Linked DNA regions of Gossypium raimondii: region 1 is linked to region 2. The links are chromatin contacts, called in public Hi-C maps. All regions are on one chromosome and are shown on one strand. The core of a region is the stretch at or near the end of the contact, and the rest is flanking DNA. Distances in the headings are between cores, read along the strand shown.

The links. A called contact is a pair of places that touch in the nucleus more often than the background predicts.
Region 1: a Hi-C map of leaf shows a contact between it and region 2, with 4 times the contacts expected there. The contact joins two enhancer-like sites. A contact is called at or near these places in 2 of 2 Hi-C or Micro-C datasets (both in leaf).

Annotation. Positions count from the first base shown.
Region 1 is chr10:9,459,125-9,462,214 of ASM2569854v1, reverse strand. LOC105776976 (calcium-transporting ATPase 9, plasma membrane-type) reads left to right here. Exons shown (of 34, transcript XM_012599970.2): 33 at 1-66; 34 at 341-670. The coding sequence ends at 446. Among protein-coding and RNA genes, the nearest start is that of LOC105776976, 18 kb to the left of the region's middle. Within about 2 kb of position 1,539, the one cell type or tissue checked has open chromatin away from gene starts, as enhancers often do. A contact at or near this core is called in leaf, where this site is marked.
Region 2 is chr10:9,260,044-9,262,926 of ASM2569854v1, reverse strand. The region is part of intron 9 of LOC105776208; the gene reads right to left. Among protein-coding and RNA genes, the nearest start is that of LOC105776208, 8.4 kb to the right of the region's middle. Within about 2 kb of position 1,281, the one cell type or tissue checked has open chromatin away from gene starts, as enhancers often do. A contact at or near this core is called in leaf, where this site is marked.

The DNA of each region.
Region 1 (3,090 bases), core at 290-2,789, 200 kb before region 2:
GTTTACCTCAACAGTGAGACTTGATTGGCAACTGTGGCTTGTATCCCTTGGCATTGGCATTATCAGGTAGTTTCTCCCTTCATTGATTGTTCGAATATTGGTATTAACTGTTACTATTTAGTGCTAATGCTAATTGATGTGGTCAAACACAACTGAAAAGTTATTTTTCCCCCCTCGTTGCAAGAGCAGTTAGTAGTAAATCTCTAAGCCTAGGTTTCCAACTGTCAAATATTTAATTAGTTTTGCCTTGGAAAATGCTTCATTAACTTCTTTACCAAAACCGAGAGAGTCATATATATAATGTTTGTAACCTTCTTTGACTGGCAATTATCTTTTGAAGCTGGCCTCTTGCAATTGTGGGAAAGCTGATTCCGGTTCCCAAGACACCGGTTGCCTCGTACTTCATAAAGCCATTTCAACAATGCAAAAGATCCAGGGATGCATGAATTTGTTATTTCTGTTGTTCCTTGCTATTTAAGTAAAATTGACAATCTGAGAATTGCTAAAGCTTGTGTATAGAAAGGGTTGTCTAACCGCAAAGCGGTTGACTGCATCCTCACTTAAAAAGGCAAAACAGAACAGAAGAAAATATGCTTGCCTGAGTGTAATCAAGGTTTGTATTTTGTACAAGGTTTAAGTGAAGGGTAAATTACAGATATGGTTTAAATTATGTTTTGATCATCGAACTTTAAAAAGTTATGATATGATCTCTAATATTATTTATTTGCTGTATTTTGGTCATCGAGTCATTAATGGTATAATGACAAGCTGAAATAACATGTTATATCATGTTATATGAAAATTTTAAGTTAAATTGCACAAGTAGTCCCTACATATATATATATATATATATATATATATATTTTCTTTTGAGTAACTTCTTCATTTTCTTTTATTTTCTTCTAATTTTCCCCTTTTCTCTGTTTTCTTTAATGACCCTAGCCATTACTTATAAAATAAATGGATAAGCAGAAAACGAATAGCTTATGGCATAGGGAACCTGCAACCACACACAAGCAACATTTGTGTCATAAATGGATAAATATTCTAAAGACAAATATAGTAAGCTCTGAAATGAAGGTTAAAGGTTAAAGCTAAAGCACCATGTATACCTTTTACTGGTAAGGTACACAAAGAACAAAAATAAGATATCTAGGTTAGACTGGAAACTCAAGTAGAATTTAAAGATGGCTAACCCTTAATAGGGAACAATATGGTTATATAAACTCATCAAGTAAAATATTTATCATCCCGAGCAAATTTAGAAATAAATGGTTCAACTTGACAATAAAGGAGAACTTGCCCTATATTCATAGAAATATTCAACTCTCCATCATAAAACAATATCCCAAGCCATCGAAACCAGGATTGGCTTGTAATTTCCTTTCTTGCTTTAATAAAATGGATGAATTAGCTCCCCCGTAGTTCCACTTAGGCAATTCAAAGTTTCAAACGACTTGCCTTTAATACGGCTAACACTCTGAAACCTTCTTCAAGCCTTTTGCCACCATTGGATCATGCAACTGAAAACACTCTTGTACCTCCCTACCAATGATTGCAGAAGTCTGACTTGCACTCACCAAATCAATGAAATATGAAGAATCACCAGTAACAGAGAAAGTAAACTGGAGTAGAGCAAAACAGACTGATATTCCAAAGTCTGATACGTGTCTGGAGAAGTCAGAATCCATTGAATATTTCAAATAGCTGATTTCAATTGTAAAAATCAACTCATACCAGAGTACAAATGCAAAGTACACATTTATCATGCGTTAGAATAGCCTATACTATTATAGTATTCACAATACTGTAAAGCTGTAAAAGTGCCACAGAAGCCTCTATATTTAGAGGCGGATTACATTTTGGTCCCTCTATTTAAAAAATGGATAAATTAATCTTTATACATAAAATGTGCAAATTAGCCTATCCATTAAATTTTATATGTTAAATGATGATGTGGAATATTAAAATATTAATTTGGTCTCTGAACTATAGCTAAAATATCAATTTTATTTTATTTTAAATATTCTTAACAATAATTTTAAAATATCTAACAAAATATTAAAAATAAATATAAATTATTAAAATATATTGAAACTATTAAAATCATGTTAAAATATTATATGTTAAAAATAAAAATTATAAACAAAAAACTTCTAAAATTTCAAAATATATATATGTAAGAAAATCTAAAATATTTATCAAAATTTCATGTTAAAACCCAGAAGCCATGGTCATTTCTTCTTTATTTTAAAAATCCAAAAAATAAAAAATATTTCTGATTGAAGCAAAAATAAAAAAGATAAAAGTTTTAATTATTCATTTTCAAATTTTTATGCTTTCGCTAAGGTTAAGTTTCATCTTTATCATCCATGATTTACATAAAATGTATTTAATCTGCATCTTCATATTCAGTTTGTAACTGAAGTTTTGAGAGTAAAATCTTAGTAAATAAAGTAATCTAGTTGATGCATAAGGACGGGATTGCAAATTGGTGAATAAACTGAGTTTAACTCATGTCTTATACTATTACTTTTTAGTGAATTACATTTTAAGGAACCAACTTGTGATTCAAAATTTATTTAGCTGGATGGTCTACCAATTTAAAATTCAACCGATGTGTCTTTTCCCGTTTTTGGTAGACAACCAATCTATCCTATCCAATTTTTACCACACAAGTTCATAGAATCTAGTACAAACTTAGAGCCGTGGTAGAGTTTAGTAGTTGTCCGTCCTTGTACACTAGAGAAAAACAAGATATTGAGTGTTGGCTTTTGAATCTGGTCGTCTCAAACATGATGATAATGATTATGAATGAATGAATTAACAGTAAAATATACAGGTAGAGGGGGAGACCAAACTCAAGCTGTATCCTTACTGGGGGAGCTGTTAACTTATTGAAAGAGATAACAACATGATGAAGATAATAAGGGAAGGGTAAGGGAAGGGAAAATTAAGATGATGAGTACATTGATTCATAATCCAAGAGCCTATTTATATAGGCTTTTACATAATAGAAAAACTAAAAATAGGCACTAACAACTAGAGAAAAAAATCTAAACAAAATAAATCCATAATTTTCAACAACTA
Region 2 (2,883 bases), core at 32-2,531:
AACTGACATGTCTGATGGAAAGAACTTGATTGTTGTGATCTACAATTCTTTGGGATGGAAAAGAGAGGATGCAATATGTCTTACGGTTGTTAATGAAGATGTTACTGTTCATGATCAAGAGGGAAGAAAAATTGAAACACAGCTTGTTCCAATAGATGCCTATGTGGACCTAAGCTATCATGCTAGAGCATATTTAGCAGTTGGATCAACATCAAAAGACGTTCATAGTGTGAAAGGAACTTCAAGGCAGAGGCCGACCGTTATGGTGGCTTAAGGCCACCCCTAAATTTTTTGGGAATTTTTACTTTTCCTTCAAATTTTTAGAAAATTTTATTTTTCTCTTAAAGTTTTTTGAAATTTTTAGGTAGCTTCCCTTAATGTTTTGAAAATTCCCATTATACCTTTTAATTTTTTTTGAAAATTTTAATTAAGCTCTCTTAAAATTTTTGAAAATTTTCAGTAATCTTGTAGATTTTAAAAATTTTAATTAGACCCAAAAATATTTTTAAAAAATCATCATTAAACTCTTAAAATTTTCAAAAATTTTACTAGGTCTCCAAAACTCATCCCAAGATCAGCCACTGCCTTAAGGCCTGAAAGTCATCTATATCTAATATGGCGCATTAAGTTTTCCAATTTTATTCTGTACTTAATTTCCCTCTGTGTGGCTGCCGCAAGATCAAAGTTTAAAAGTTAAAACTTTGGCTCTTTTTCCATTCATGTGTATCCCTCTTGACTTCGATCTACAACTGTTCTTTGTCATTCTCTCCTTCACTTTGTTTCACAACAATATTTTATCCGGTGGAGGTGGAGGTGGAGGCGGAGGCTTGAGATGGCGGCTAACGGAAATGAAGGGCCACCTTCAGTTAAAATAAGAAGAGCAAAAGAGGGGCACCAAAGACGCAGCTTTGATTGGTAAAGAGCGAGCCAAAATTTTTTAGGTTTTGATCTTAGCTTTAGGGTTTGGCCATACCGTCTGCCCCCTTTAATGTTTAGTTTTTTTTATTTTGTTTTATTATTTTTGGCTTGGATGAGTTGGGTTTATAAGTTTTTTTTTCGGTTTGGACCCTTTTTTCGCTTTGGGCCGGGTCTTTTTTCAGTTTGGGTCATGATATTTGGCCCAAAAATATAAAAACTGGTTCAACCAGTCTTTTACAGATTCATCCGGCTCAACCGCAGTTCACACCATTTCACAAGTCAACTGATTCCCTCTCTTATTCCGGACCAGTACACCAGCTAGTTCCCAATGTGACTAGTCCGACCAGCCAGTCTGGCCCGGTTTCGATAACAATGGTGTTAAGTTTGTAGGTGCAACATCACCTTCCAAGCTTTCCTCTCTACAACCTACTCTAAGGGGGCCAACAATTGGTATTCGAGGCAAAGTAATCCTTGCCTTTGAAGCAAATGGATCCTAAAAATTTGGGGTCAGGTTTGACAGATCTATTCCTGAGGGCAATGACCTTGGCGGTCTTTGCGAAGAAAATATGGTTTCTTCTGTGCTGCTACTTCACTAAGCTCGGATATTTCTGAAGGTGATATTGACAAGCCAGTTGCTAAAGATCCTTTTGAGGTTGCATTGAATGAAAGAAAAAGCAATCCCTTGAGACAGAAAAGTCTAGCTGGAAATACAGATAGGAGACTAGCTATAGAAAAAACAGGCATGGAAGTTCTTATATCAACGTTGAATCAAGAAGTTACAGTTAGACAGTTCCTCACAGCAAAAGTCAAGGATTTGGAAGTGCAAACCACTAGAGAGAATTGTTATGAAACATGCAACCTCAAAAGGAGTTACTTTGGAAGCAATGTTTGGATATGGAATTGAAATTAAAGAAGAACAGGATGATATGGCACATGTTGGCTCAGCAAAGTTATTAGTCATGAAGAAGAGGCTGCAAAGTGCTGATATAGAAATTTATGCTGAAGCGGTGAAAGTTTTCTCACCGAGACAAGTTTTCCAAGGGGGAATGACTCGAGAGCTTTATTTATTTTAAAATTTTATTATTTCAGTTTTATTTTATAATATTTTTTTAAGTACTAAATAATTTTTTCAATGGCTAAGATTGTGTTAAGAAAAAACTTTATTTTCAAGAAACTCCAGTAACTTTTCTTGCAAGAAAGTCTATTATATCAACCCTAAGTTCTTTACAGTTCCAACTTTCTAACTCATTTTACAGCCCTAATCCTTTTTATTGCTGATGTTTTCTTCCTTAACCACATCAAGCTTCTAGTTGAGCTATATGTGAGAGGGATTGTTAAGTAGTATTATCCTACAGCTGTTAAGTCTTGGGTTTTATGATTTTATATTCAAATTGGTCAATCCACTTATTACCTATTGGTTTTAAGTTGAATAATTAACAGATACAATTTTATTTTTCAAGTTTTAATTAGCTTTTTGATGATGAATGTTTTCGGTGAGGTATTCAGTGTTGTAGTTTTCTCCCCCTGTTGATTCTTTTTAACTTTCCCCCCTATTTTTCTATTTATCCCCTAATTTCATTTTTTTTTTTCCTCCCTAAATACTTATGTTTAGTTCTGATAGTACTTCAAATTTCTATTTGCCAATCTCTTTCCCTACTTGTTCCACATCAATTTGGTATTAGAACCTAGAAGAGCTTTACTGTCAGCATATTCTCTACATCTATAGGAAGAAAAAAGAAAAGGAGAATACATCCAGCTAAATCAAAAAAAGAAAAAGAAAACTGCAGAAAGGGAGACAATTAACAGATTGTTCTAATGACAATGTCCACATCAAGATATTCAGGAACCCATTTCCTCTCAAAGAGCCTGAGGATGAAGCTGTCCTGGAAAGAATAGTAGTGCTCCCCAAACTAATTTGACGATAGATGACTTGGGCATTAGAGATGGATTAAAAGGTGGAAATGG